Regions from separate parts of the Zea mays genome. Here region 1 is linked to region 2. The links are chromatin contacts, called in public Hi-C maps. All regions are on one chromosome and are shown on one strand. Each heading gives the region's core, a stretch centred on a gene start, on an enhancer-like site or on the middle of the called end of the contact. The rest is flanking DNA. Distances are from core to core; before and after follow the strand shown. Region 1 holds the start of LOC100383458. Region 2 holds the start of LOC103632677 (ATP synthase subunit gamma, mitochondrial).

Evidence for each region. Hi-C and Micro-C count contacts between places; a contact is called where the count stands out from the background.
Region 1: a contact with region 2 is called in a Hi-C map of leaf, with 5 times the contacts expected there. The contact joins the promoter of LOC100383458 here to the promoter of LOC103632677 in region 2. A contact is called at or near these places in 4 of 25 Hi-C or Micro-C datasets (ear, leaf and tassel).

Annotation. Positions count from the first base shown.
Region 1 is chr1:26,371,027-26,376,620 of Zm-B73-REFERENCE-NAM-5.0, forward strand. LOC100383458 reads right to left here and starts at 2,711. Exons shown (of 7, transcript NM_001176106.1): 1 at 2,631-2,711; 2 at 1,767-2,421; 3 at 930-1,539; 4 at 1-770. The coding sequence starts at 2,385. LOC100273068 reads right to left here. Exons shown (of 3, transcript NM_001147517.1): 3 at 3,795-5,161. The coding sequence starts at 5,161. The coding sequence ends at 4,076.
Region 2 is chr1:26,093,965-26,099,698 of Zm-B73-REFERENCE-NAM-5.0, forward strand. LOC103632677 (ATP synthase subunit gamma, mitochondrial) reads left to right here and starts at 4,422. Exons shown (of 9, transcript XM_008654428.3): 1 at 4,422-4,690; 2 at 5,287-5,330; 3 at 5,416-5,568. The coding sequence starts at 4,437.

The DNA of each region.
Region 1 (5,594 bases), core at 1,461-3,960, 280 kb after region 2:
GATGCTGACCATATGGAGGCCGATGAGATGAATAGGATAGACCAACACCACCAGAATACTCTGGCCATCTGTTATGATGAGGTACTGGAGCATTCTCAACAGGAATGGTAGAAGGCTGCTGGTTAGAAGGAACTGCTGGTGGGAGAGTATGATGATGGAAATCGAATGGTCTAGGATGAGACACATCTTGTGGAGGGTAGCTTCTCATCTGGTTCTGCAAGAATTCATTTGCTGGTGCAACAACTTTATGGTGGAACTGCATTTGAGGGAATTCTGATGTTGCAAATGATGGCTGTCCTGGTAGCTGAATCATATTTGAGGATGGCATGTGTTCAGGAGGACTCAAACTCTGAGGATGAGACTGGAGATGTTTAGATGTCATGGAGCTCTTGGTAGTTTCTACAGACACATATGGGACACCTGCAGCAGGTTGGTTCGTAAGAATTGGGCCACCTGCTGATGAAGACACATTTAAGTCTGATAGAGACTCAGATGGGGGGCATGGCATTTGCATCTTATGAGTAGCACCAGCAGCCATTAGTTGTGAATGCTCAGAAATTAAATTGTCACTGTGACAATGCTGCCCAAGGGCAACACCAACCGCAGCAGCATCTCCCACTTTACCAATTAAATCATTAGAAGAACTATCCAATTTTGATGTCAATGACAGGCCCTCTTGCTGAACAACTCTACCTTCTGAATCATTACCATCATCAGCAGAATGGAGACGCTTAGCAAATGGTGGCCTGCTCTGCTTTCCAGGTGAAGAACTGAAAGAAATTTAATACTTTTAGACTTCCAAAGGAAACAAGATATACATATCGGATGCCATAACTTATAACAAATCTAAAATACGGAAATACAATTACACAGATGAACTGATGCATCTATTTAAAATTCAAGGTAGGTACAAGGCAGAGGCACCATACCTTTGGGATGGACTGCTCTTGTTTGCCCCCACTGGACTACCACTTCTACCCTGAGGTGAGATGCTCCGGGTTCGTTTCTTTTGTATCCTCCCATGCCTTTTACTACTTTGACCTCCCTCAATTTCACTGCCACTTGTATCTTCTTTGGCCAGATGCCCAAGTACATCTGTGCCATGCTTCACTGGGTTGCTCTCAACCTTGAGATGATAATTTTCAGCCTTACCATTTTGCTCAGTGCCATGAGGGGTATTCACATTTCCTTTTGCATTAACATGTTTCTGATAATCAAACTCAGTATTACTATCACTTAAATGACCATGCAGGTTATCTTCAGGCAATGTCACAAGGGTATTAGCACTGCCAGGACCAGCATCAGCCTCATTTGCACTGTCATCGGAGCCATAACCTTGTATCAGTTGGAATGTGCTCCCACCGTCCTCAGTTGCATGCGCAGTTTTAGCATTGTCCTCAGTTGCATCCGCAGTTTTAGCATTGTCCTCAGTTGAAACATCACTGAACTTTGACACATTAACATTTCCAGTACATTCAACAGTCACAGGCAAAGAAGTTTCTGGGGTAAGGGGCTGCTTTGATGGAGAGTCCTCATCCCCTGGAAATTGCATTACAAAGTCAATGTTTAGAAACATGTCGAAGTGAAAAATAATCTAAAATGCCAAAGTCAGGTACAACATTCATGCACAGTGATGTTTTTCACCGTATGGACTATCAGATGACATTGCTGTGACACCAAATGCAGCAGTGTAAATAATGTGCAAGTTTCAAACAGAGTAATAGTATCACTGTACTGAGATAGGGGAGGGAAAGGGGAGTGCTAACCATCCATGTCCATATCTGAGTCATCAGAAACAATTAGCTGAGTAGCTGCTTCCAGAGTTTTGGCAAAACGACCACCTTCAGATGCACCTTCTTTTGCTTCTGCCTCTGCGCCGCATGACTGTGCAACAACAAGTGTGTGAGGAGGAGAATATGATGCTGCTGCTGCTGCTTCTGGTGGTGGTGGTGGTGGTGGTGGTGGTGGAGAAGGAGGAGGAGGAGGAGGCAGAGATGGAGGCAGCACATTATCATGAACAAAGCCAGGCGGCCGAGGTGGAGGTGGAGGGAGGGGCGGATACTGTGGAGGGGCCTGATGCATAGCTTGTTGCGGAGGCAGCGACCCTGGCATTGGCATCGACCCATAACCTCTCTGCTGTGGCGGAAGCATTGGCATCTGGTGCATCCGACCATGCTGCGCAAAGGGGTATGGCTGGTTCTGATGTGGCAGCACGCCATGCTGGTACGGCCCAGCCGGAGGCCGCACTCCAGGGTGCTGTGGGTAAGGTGGCCGAGGCGGTGGCACAGGTTGCTGGGGGAAGGACCCAGTTACCCCAGCTTGCTGCTGGGGCGGAGGCGGGCCATGGCGATAGTGTGGATTGAAGCTCCCTCCCTGCCCGTACATCTCTAGCTCGACAATCAATCCCTCGCGCGAAACTTCCTGGAAAGTTGAAATTTTAATCAGACCTCGTCAACAGTAAGCGCCCGATTAAAACCAAAACAAAACTACGCGCGATAACGCGATTGGCATAATGAAATCACCTCAAAAACTCCAAACCCTAGATCAAACCTAAGCAGGGATCGAACCAATAGTAGTAGCATCGCCACTGACAGAGCAAAGAACGAGGAGGAGGAGAGCTCCGCGATTACCTGCTACGAGTACGGAAACGAGACCCGCTGCGTCCTGGGGGAGGCTCGGATTCGGGTCGGAGCGGAACCCCGGCTCCTCGCTATGGCCTGAGACCCTCTGGGGGGCCCGGCGCGGCGAGGGGAGGTCGAGCGACGACGGCGCTAGGTCGCTGGGGTAGGTTAGGATTGCGAGATTTTGGTTTCGCGGTGCGGCACGGGGCCACGAGGATGACCCGGCGCCGATGGAGTGAGCAATTAGCAAGGACGGGTCCGTGCGACGAAGGTCTTTGGGTTTACAACGGGAGGAGAGCGCAATGACGGCGATAGAATAGAAACCACATCTTGGGAGAATCTCGGCCGCAAATGGATCGGACGGAAGTTGGGAATGAATAAAGGCCGCAATGACGGCGATACAAATTATGAGGTTAAGCAGTTCCGAACACTCTATTAAAGTACTTTAAAAAATTTAGAGGTTTAAACTTTAGAAAAGAGAATCAAACCGATTCTGACATTCCTTACCGCAAAGACAGTTGTGCCTACACTACACTTGCATTTTTTACGAACCCTGGTTCTTCTATTCGAAGACTTCATCAATATTTCTTCTTGCGGGGACTTCAAAGTAGTATTTGCACAACAGCCAACTCTACTATTATCATTTTAATGCGGTCGTTATTTTAATTGTCCTGATGGGATACGTTGCCAAGTGCCCAAGCAAAGCTACTTGAACGGCTTCGCTTTCAGATTTTCAGCACAGTAAAAAATTTGCCCGGGAGCACAGTAAAATTGCAATGCATACGCCAAGAGCAAGCAAAGTTACTTCAATAGCATCATATTTGACAAGGTACAAAATTGCAGAGTTACAGGATTTTCTCATAACAAGGTACTACAAAATTGTCACGTCAACGTGTGCTTTGTTAGAAACATAAAAGGTCTCCAATGTGTAAACTCCTTGCAGCCCAAACAAATAAAAAAACTGTGCTCTTTGCACCGGCTTAGAAAGCACAATGGAGCTGCCCTTATGCACCAACATCGATGATTACAAAACTTTCTTTTCAGCAAAAGAACCAATGGCTTCATCACCAACAATAAGGTACAGAACAAATAGGGAAACTCCAGCAGAGAAATGACTAAACATAGATCATAGTATCACCGTCACCGAACTGTATGAGATAGATGCTTTCGTATAGGAAGTATTCAATGCAGGTATATTTGCCATCCTATCATAACAATTTTGCGTTACAAATGGAAGTGGTAGTATAGTAATAAAGAATTGCACAGTGATAATTAGGTCCCCTCCATGACTTCTAATATCTAAAACATGGGATTTTGTAGCTCCTAGTTCATGACTACATTCATCCATATGCTTCTTCCCAAGTACTAGTCAATACAAAAACGCTCAGGTGAGGCTGTCCTCTTTCCGAGTACTAGCCATATGCTTCTTTGTAGTTGTACTTTCTTTGTAAGGTTTATGAACTCTCTTGAACTCCCTGCATCTGCAGCAATTTCTGCTGCTCCTCGTCGTTCTCTTCCTTCGGCTCAACCTTGGGTGCCTTCGGTTTCGTGGTGGATTGCTGATAGAGCACACCACCTGACATGCATATCAAGAGCCCAATGGTACCCACAAAAGAGGCATGCTTGTCCCAGATAAGCAAATTAATCACAACAGTTAGGAGCTTGTTCACTATGCCAAGCACTGTGAACCCAGTAGCAGAAATAGCTCGTCTGCAGGAGAATCCGAAGAAGGATATTGATAGTCCAAACAGGCATGAGAGAGCAACAGGGAGGACCACATCAAATGAAAGCCAGTTTGACACTTTGGAGCTGTCGACCTTCATCTGATCAAATTCTCCCATTACTAGAAGCTCGAGTGGGAATAGCATCAAAGCCTCAAGGTTGTTGTATAGCACAAGGCCCCATGTGTTCAGCCCAATGGTCATTACAACATGCTTGATGTACACGAAATCAATGGACATGCTTGCTAGGTAGGCCACTGCCCAGGTGTAAGCAGTCACAGTGAATTGGTTGTCTGTGAAAACATAGATCACACTTCCACCAAGTATTGTGGAGAGTGAAAGCCATGTCTTGAGTGATGGCCATGGCTGATGGAGATACAACGTCTCTCCTATCGCGACAAATATAGGCACAGCAGAGCGGAACACAATGAAAGTATCCACGTTGGCGTGAAGCAGGAGTTCACTGTTTGTGAAGATGGAGATATAGAACATCACAGCAGCAGGTAAGAACTTCCACATTGTCCTCAAATTAAGGCCGTCATGCTCAATGAGCTTGAGCTGTCCGCATAGGAGAACTCCAGCAACACTAGTGAAATACTGCAGAGCTGTCAGGGCTCCAGGATATGGAAATTTCATGATTGCCCATTTGTTGATGATCGAGAGCAGCGACGCTGATAAACAATACCCAGCAGCCACACCATAGATTGAGGCTTGCTGCATAAGAGTGTTCAACATGTTACTCCAGGCTCCAGTTCTCTCGGTAGTACCTGAACCCTCAGGTGAAGTATCTTCCTTTGAGGTGTGTGAGAGATTAGACATCTGCAACATGCAAAATACAATTACTAAAGCTTAAAAAAAATTCATGAGTAGCTACTATAGAATATAGAACAAACTATGGCACATATGCATATTCAAGGAAAAACACACACAGAGACACTAAAATCAATGCAGCAGATAGTCAAGATTTTAAGGATAGTTTTCCATGTGCTAGAATTTAAAGAAAGTATGTGACCATCCTAGAGGAATTTGATGAAGGGCAAAAGAAAAAGGCACAAATACGTCTCTACAGTTCACTGTATCAGCAGTTCGTATCATAATACTACCTCCGTTCTCGAATATTTGTCGTCTGTTAGTTCATTTTTGAACTAAACCACGACAAATAAAAAAAGAACGGAGAGTATCATATTATATGATACAGTAAAATTAATTATTGTCCATTACAAATACAGATCCCACTTCATAATTTGAGCTA
Region 2 (5,734 bases), core at 3,172-5,671:
TTAGCAAAATGGTGTTGTGGAGAGAAATAATAGAACTTTTATGGATATGGCAAGAACCATGCTTGAGGAATACGAGGCACATGATCGGTTTTGGGCGGAGGTGATTAACATTGCCTGCTACTCCATCAACCGGCTCTACCTTCATCGAATTTTCGAGAAAAGATCATATGAACTCCTTACCGGTAAAAACCCTAAACCCTATTTATGCCAAAGGGGAGAACTTATTCAGGGAGCCTTTTATTTGGCCAAAGGAAAAGCATTTGAAAAGGGGGAGAATCTTTCAAATTTGGAAATGCTTTTGAAAAATCTATTCGTATACCTTCGGCCAATTGCAAGTGAATTTGAAAAGATTTTACCAAAAGATTTGCAACAAATAAGCTAAGTGGTGCAAATGTGGTCCAAAATTTTAACTACGCAAAAACATTCACATTTACTTAGAACTGCTTTCACTTCAGTAACTTATGCATACTTGTCAAAAATTACAAACTAGTTACATTCCTGCACTTTATATTTGCTTTGGTTTGTGTTGGCATCAATCACCAAAAAGGGGAGATTGAAAGGGAAATGGCCTTCACCATCTCCTCTAATTGATTTTGGTGTTTGATGACCATCACAACCATTATGGACTAACTAGTTTGCCTAGCTGATTGATTCTCGGGTGCATATGTCCATCCATCTCAATTCTAAGTCGACTATCCAGAATAACATAGATTATTCTGGACAGGAGAGGTTTTTGGAGAATTCACATATGCGCGTACCGTCCGGGTTCTTCCGACAGACCGTTCACGATACTTCGATGCACCTTGGATAGAAACTATGTTGAAATCCAATCTTCTACTATGGACTGTCCAAAGGAGAGAAGAGCACCGTCCAGGACCAAGCGTGGACCGTTCGACCCTTAGGTGCGGACTGTCCGCACGTTGAAAACAAAAAAAACCCGAAGGTGTCATCCTCGGTAAAATTCATTTTTAGCGTCCTCGCGGACCGTCCGGGGTGCACGACCAGACCATCCCCTACTGGTTTATCTAATATCTGACGACAGATCTAATGCACATATAGCCGTTGATATAAACATTGCTGCTGACCGGTGCGATTTCAGCCATTGATGTGGAGGGGCGGACCGTCCGGGCCAGGAGCGCGGACCGTTCGTGGTTAGCAGAAAGTGGACAATGGGTAGAAAGTGGTTGATGGCTATAAATACAACCCCAATCACCTCCATTCATCCACATTCAATACAAGAACAAGCACATCACTCCAATACACATTCAAAGCTCTCAAACTCCTCCAAGTGACATAACTGTGACTAATGATCATTAGTGAATATTGCCTTGGGAAGTCTATAGAGGGTGTGATCTTGTGTTTTTCTTCTTACTCTTGTTGCTTGGCTTTCTTGATCGTGTTTTCTTCCTCTCCTGCAAAAACTCTCAGTGACTTGTAAAGCTAGTAAAAGACACCTAATTGTGTGGTGATCCTTACGAGGTCTAAGTGACCCTCGAGATTAAGAAGAAACACTCAACCAGTCTAAGTGACCATCTGAGAGAGGGAAATGGTTGAAAGAGATCCGACCTACGTGGTATCCCCAAAGGAGAGTAGGTTCTTTGGAACCGAACCTCAGAAAACAAACCGCCCATGTCTTTGTGTTAATCTTGTATTGCTATTTGATTATTTCTCTCTCCCCTCTCTCTCTAAGTTCTCTTACTTACAATCGTTTTGAGTTAGCTCTCAAAGTTATTCGTATTGATTAAGCAACTCGTGGCAAGAAGAACTATCTTCCGCATTTCGATTTTATTACTACTCATTCTAACGCTAACCACGGGTGAAGTTTGTGTTCAAAGTTTATAATTTACAGGTTTCGTCAATTCACCCCTGCAAACGACTTTGAATAATCATGTGGAGTTATGTATGTTAAAGCTTTCTTTCATATTGCATCCTAGTTTATTCTTGCTTGTCTTGCCTTCTCGGTATTGCTGCAGACCATACTTGTATTGTAAAAGGAATATTAGCATTCTATTTTTTTTTGGCCGGATACAAAACTTGTAGACAACCGTATTTGGCCCTGCCATCTTGCAGTGCAGTGTGTTTTGCATTTGGACCACATGTAGCGTGCCGCTGACTGTTTTTTGTGTGTTTCAGATGCAGCAATGACAGTGCGTGATCTCATGACCTCAGGAGATCAAATGGCTTTTGAGTTTTGTCCACGCCGGAAGGAAACGAATTATGTATATGTCTAGATCAAATTGGATGCTACAGTCTACCTGTATTTAAGCCCGGTCTATACCCAGAAATGTATAATTTGCTCCTTCCTAGGTATTTGAAACGCATTGTATGTATTGTGCTTGCTTTCGTGAAGTCATCCTAAATACCGCTTATAATGTTTAATGGTTACAAACTATTGTCGTGACATGTACTGTATGGTTTGGACATAACCATCAAATCTACAAGTATATGTACTGTTGAAAAAACAACTTCCGATTACTATGCCATATGTTACTTGGACTCCATTATTAGCCCTCGTTACATATTTGTTGGATAATGATGTTCTATTTTTGATTTTTTATTGATAAAGAGTTATATCTAATACAAGACAACTAAATTGTGGGGCGCGCCATATGCTCTAGGGATTTGTGCAATGAAACAATACAAATAAGCAATGGTCTAACATAATCACATAACTAAGAAGTCCATCTAATATGACACAAGAACCAACCTCGTGCTTCTCTAGCTTAGATTAGAACTATTGCCGCCTAGACTTGCAAACCTTTCCTGGCTTCTCTATGCTTCTACAAACTGATTGGACGCATAAACTAATGTTTGAATGTGACTATGTGAGACGCGAGACAATAGCATGTATACAAATCTTCATTAGAATTTTGCCTACCTTGTGAAGTATTATGAATTGATTGTCTTCTTTTCCTAAGAAGTATCCAGTCGAATACCAAGTCATACTCAGTTCATGTTGGACCTGTAAAAATCTTTGATCGTTTTGTAAACTTTAAAAACTACAAAATGCATGTTCAGTTCACATGCTACTCTTTTATATCTCTTGTACTATCTAACGTTTATTGTGTAGATGGCAGTTGCAACACGACCTTATACAATTAATAGAGGCTTCAGACCGAATGAATGTGGGGGTGAGGAAGGAGAAGGGGAAATAAGGAGGAAGCGATGACATATGTGGCATGGTGGTGAAGGCATGACCAGATTGGGGGCATTATGACAAGGGCACAGTTGGATGAGGGGCGGAGTGGTGAGCCATTGCGGCCCGGAAACGGAGAGGAGGAGATAGGGAAGGGAGAAACGAAGAGGAGGTAAGGCCGATATGACATGGTGGTATGACTGGATAAAAAACCTGTAACCCGATATTTAAACCTGGAATACTTGAGACCTGAATTTTGTTTACGAATTTCGAGCGGCAACTTGTAAAACTCGAAAATATTTCGAGTAATTTGGGTACCACCCTTTGGTACCTCAAATATCCGAATTTCCTAAGGTTCATGTCATTTTTAATTGCTAATTTGTGTATCTATAGTTACATGTAAATATGTACGACAATATTGAGTTGGAAATTTGTGTTAGCAAACTACCTATGTGTTTTATATACAAATATATCATTATTTACCTTATGTTGTTATAGTGATTTAGTATGGTGTATGCATTTTTATGAAGCTAAAACTACAGTTCATATAATTTGGGAATACCTAAACTCAAACCCGTTTTTTGGCAATGTAAAATCCACAACAATTTCGGGTAACAATTCTTAGAATATGAAATTTTAATTATCTGAATCACCTGCTCCAAATTTTTCGAGTAACCCGAACGCCCAACCCTACATGGTGGTGGTGGTGGGGGTTGCAGAATGGATCAGGGATGGAGTTGCGATCACTGCCCATCGAATGCAGATAAGAGGAGGCAATGAAGCAAGCGAATGTTGACCGAAACGATGTGCGTGCACGTTGCTGCGAGTGAGCCTGGAAAAGAAGACGTGTCAGAGAGGAGGGAGCGACCAGATGTAGAGAACACGATATTACTTCACGTCGCTATAGAAAATACACAAAACCTATTTTTTTAAGAAGTAGAGATATGTGGATGCTTGTTTTATTGCCTAATGCGTCACAACATGCTTAATTTTTCTATCCAAGCTTTGGGCCCTGTTTGGTTCGTGGCTAATCGTGCCACACTTTATCTGCGGTTAGTCGTCCGAATTGAAGACTAACTTTAGTCATAAAAATTAAGTAAAGTATAGTAAGTTAGATAGCGAATCAAATATGTCCCTTTAATTCCAGTGATTAAAGTTAAGCAGAGTGTGAGGTAGGAAATAAAAAGGCGCATGCTCATATAGAAAAGATGGCAAGTGTACCCTGCTACTGCTAGTGTGGAACTCAGGCCCATAAGAAGCCCAGAAGGTGAAGACATCAAGGTGCCGGTGCCTGGCCCATATGTTTGCAGGATTTGCAACCCATTTCTCTCCTCGACTCCCACAACACGGTCCGTACGGGAAAGAGAGAGAAGGTGGGAGTGGAATCGACAGGGGAAAACCAAGCCTGTGTTTCAGAGACAACTCAGGCGACGCGATGGCGATGGCGGCGCTGCGACGCGAGGGGAGGCGCCTCCTCCTCGCCCCCACCGTCCCCAACCCGTCTTCGGCGGCCGCTTCCGCTGCGGTGACGCGATCCTCCGCCATGTCGCAACCGTAAGGCTATGACCTCTCCCTCTCAGATCTTTGTCGTTCTCGATGTGTGATTCGGGACCCGGGGAGGGGGTGGCGCTTAGTTTGTCTGGTGCACCCGGGGGCGTTCTAGAAGCAGCATGCCCGCGTTTGATTTGTCTATAGGTGACCAGTGCATGCTCGCAACTAAGATTCTTATGTAGACCAAAGGCATCGCATTTCATATGTACCCTATCGTTATTTTCCCCTGATATAAGTTTCCTTGGTTTAGTGCCGGTGTGTGCATTTGTTTAACGTGCACAGGTGCACTCAGGAACTGGAAATCTTATGTGTGGAATGTATTTATTTGTACACATCTCTATAAGTCTTTATTTGTTGAATGTTAACAATCTCAAGCAGCTCTGTACTCTGCATCTTTTTGGTCATATACTTCCCCCATCCCATAATATAAGGTGTAACCAATTTTTGTTTTTGCCCCATAATATAAGGCATGCTCTCTCTAGACACACTACATTGGTGCAATAGTACTAGTGTTGATAGAGAAAATTAAGTATATTTCTTGGTCTTTGAATCCGAGGTGGTTACCCCTTATATACTGAGACTGCACACTACATTAACAGGGAGATGGCTCCAATTGGTGCACGTTCTATTTCAACTCAAGTTGGTAAGGGTTCTTGCAGCCTGGTTGCTTCACTCGTATTAATTGGAAAAGTTCCTAATCACTAGTATTTTTCTGTTATGATTTTCAGTGAGGAACCGGATGAAGAGTATCAAAAACATCCAGAAGATCACAAAGGCTATGAAGATGGTTGCAGCATCAAAGCTTCGGGCTGTTCAGACGAGGACTGAAAATTCACGCGGCTTGTGGCAGCCGTTCACCGCCCTTCTTGGGGACACTCCTAGTATGTATATATGTGATATTTCCAGAGCCACTGGATGGGCTCCTGTCTAGTTACTTTCATATGTTCTGTCCTATGTATAGTTCTTATGATGTTATGCTTCTTTGGCATGGTTTGATCTGCCACCCATAATGTTTAGTAACATACTGTAAGATTTAAGTTAGATTTA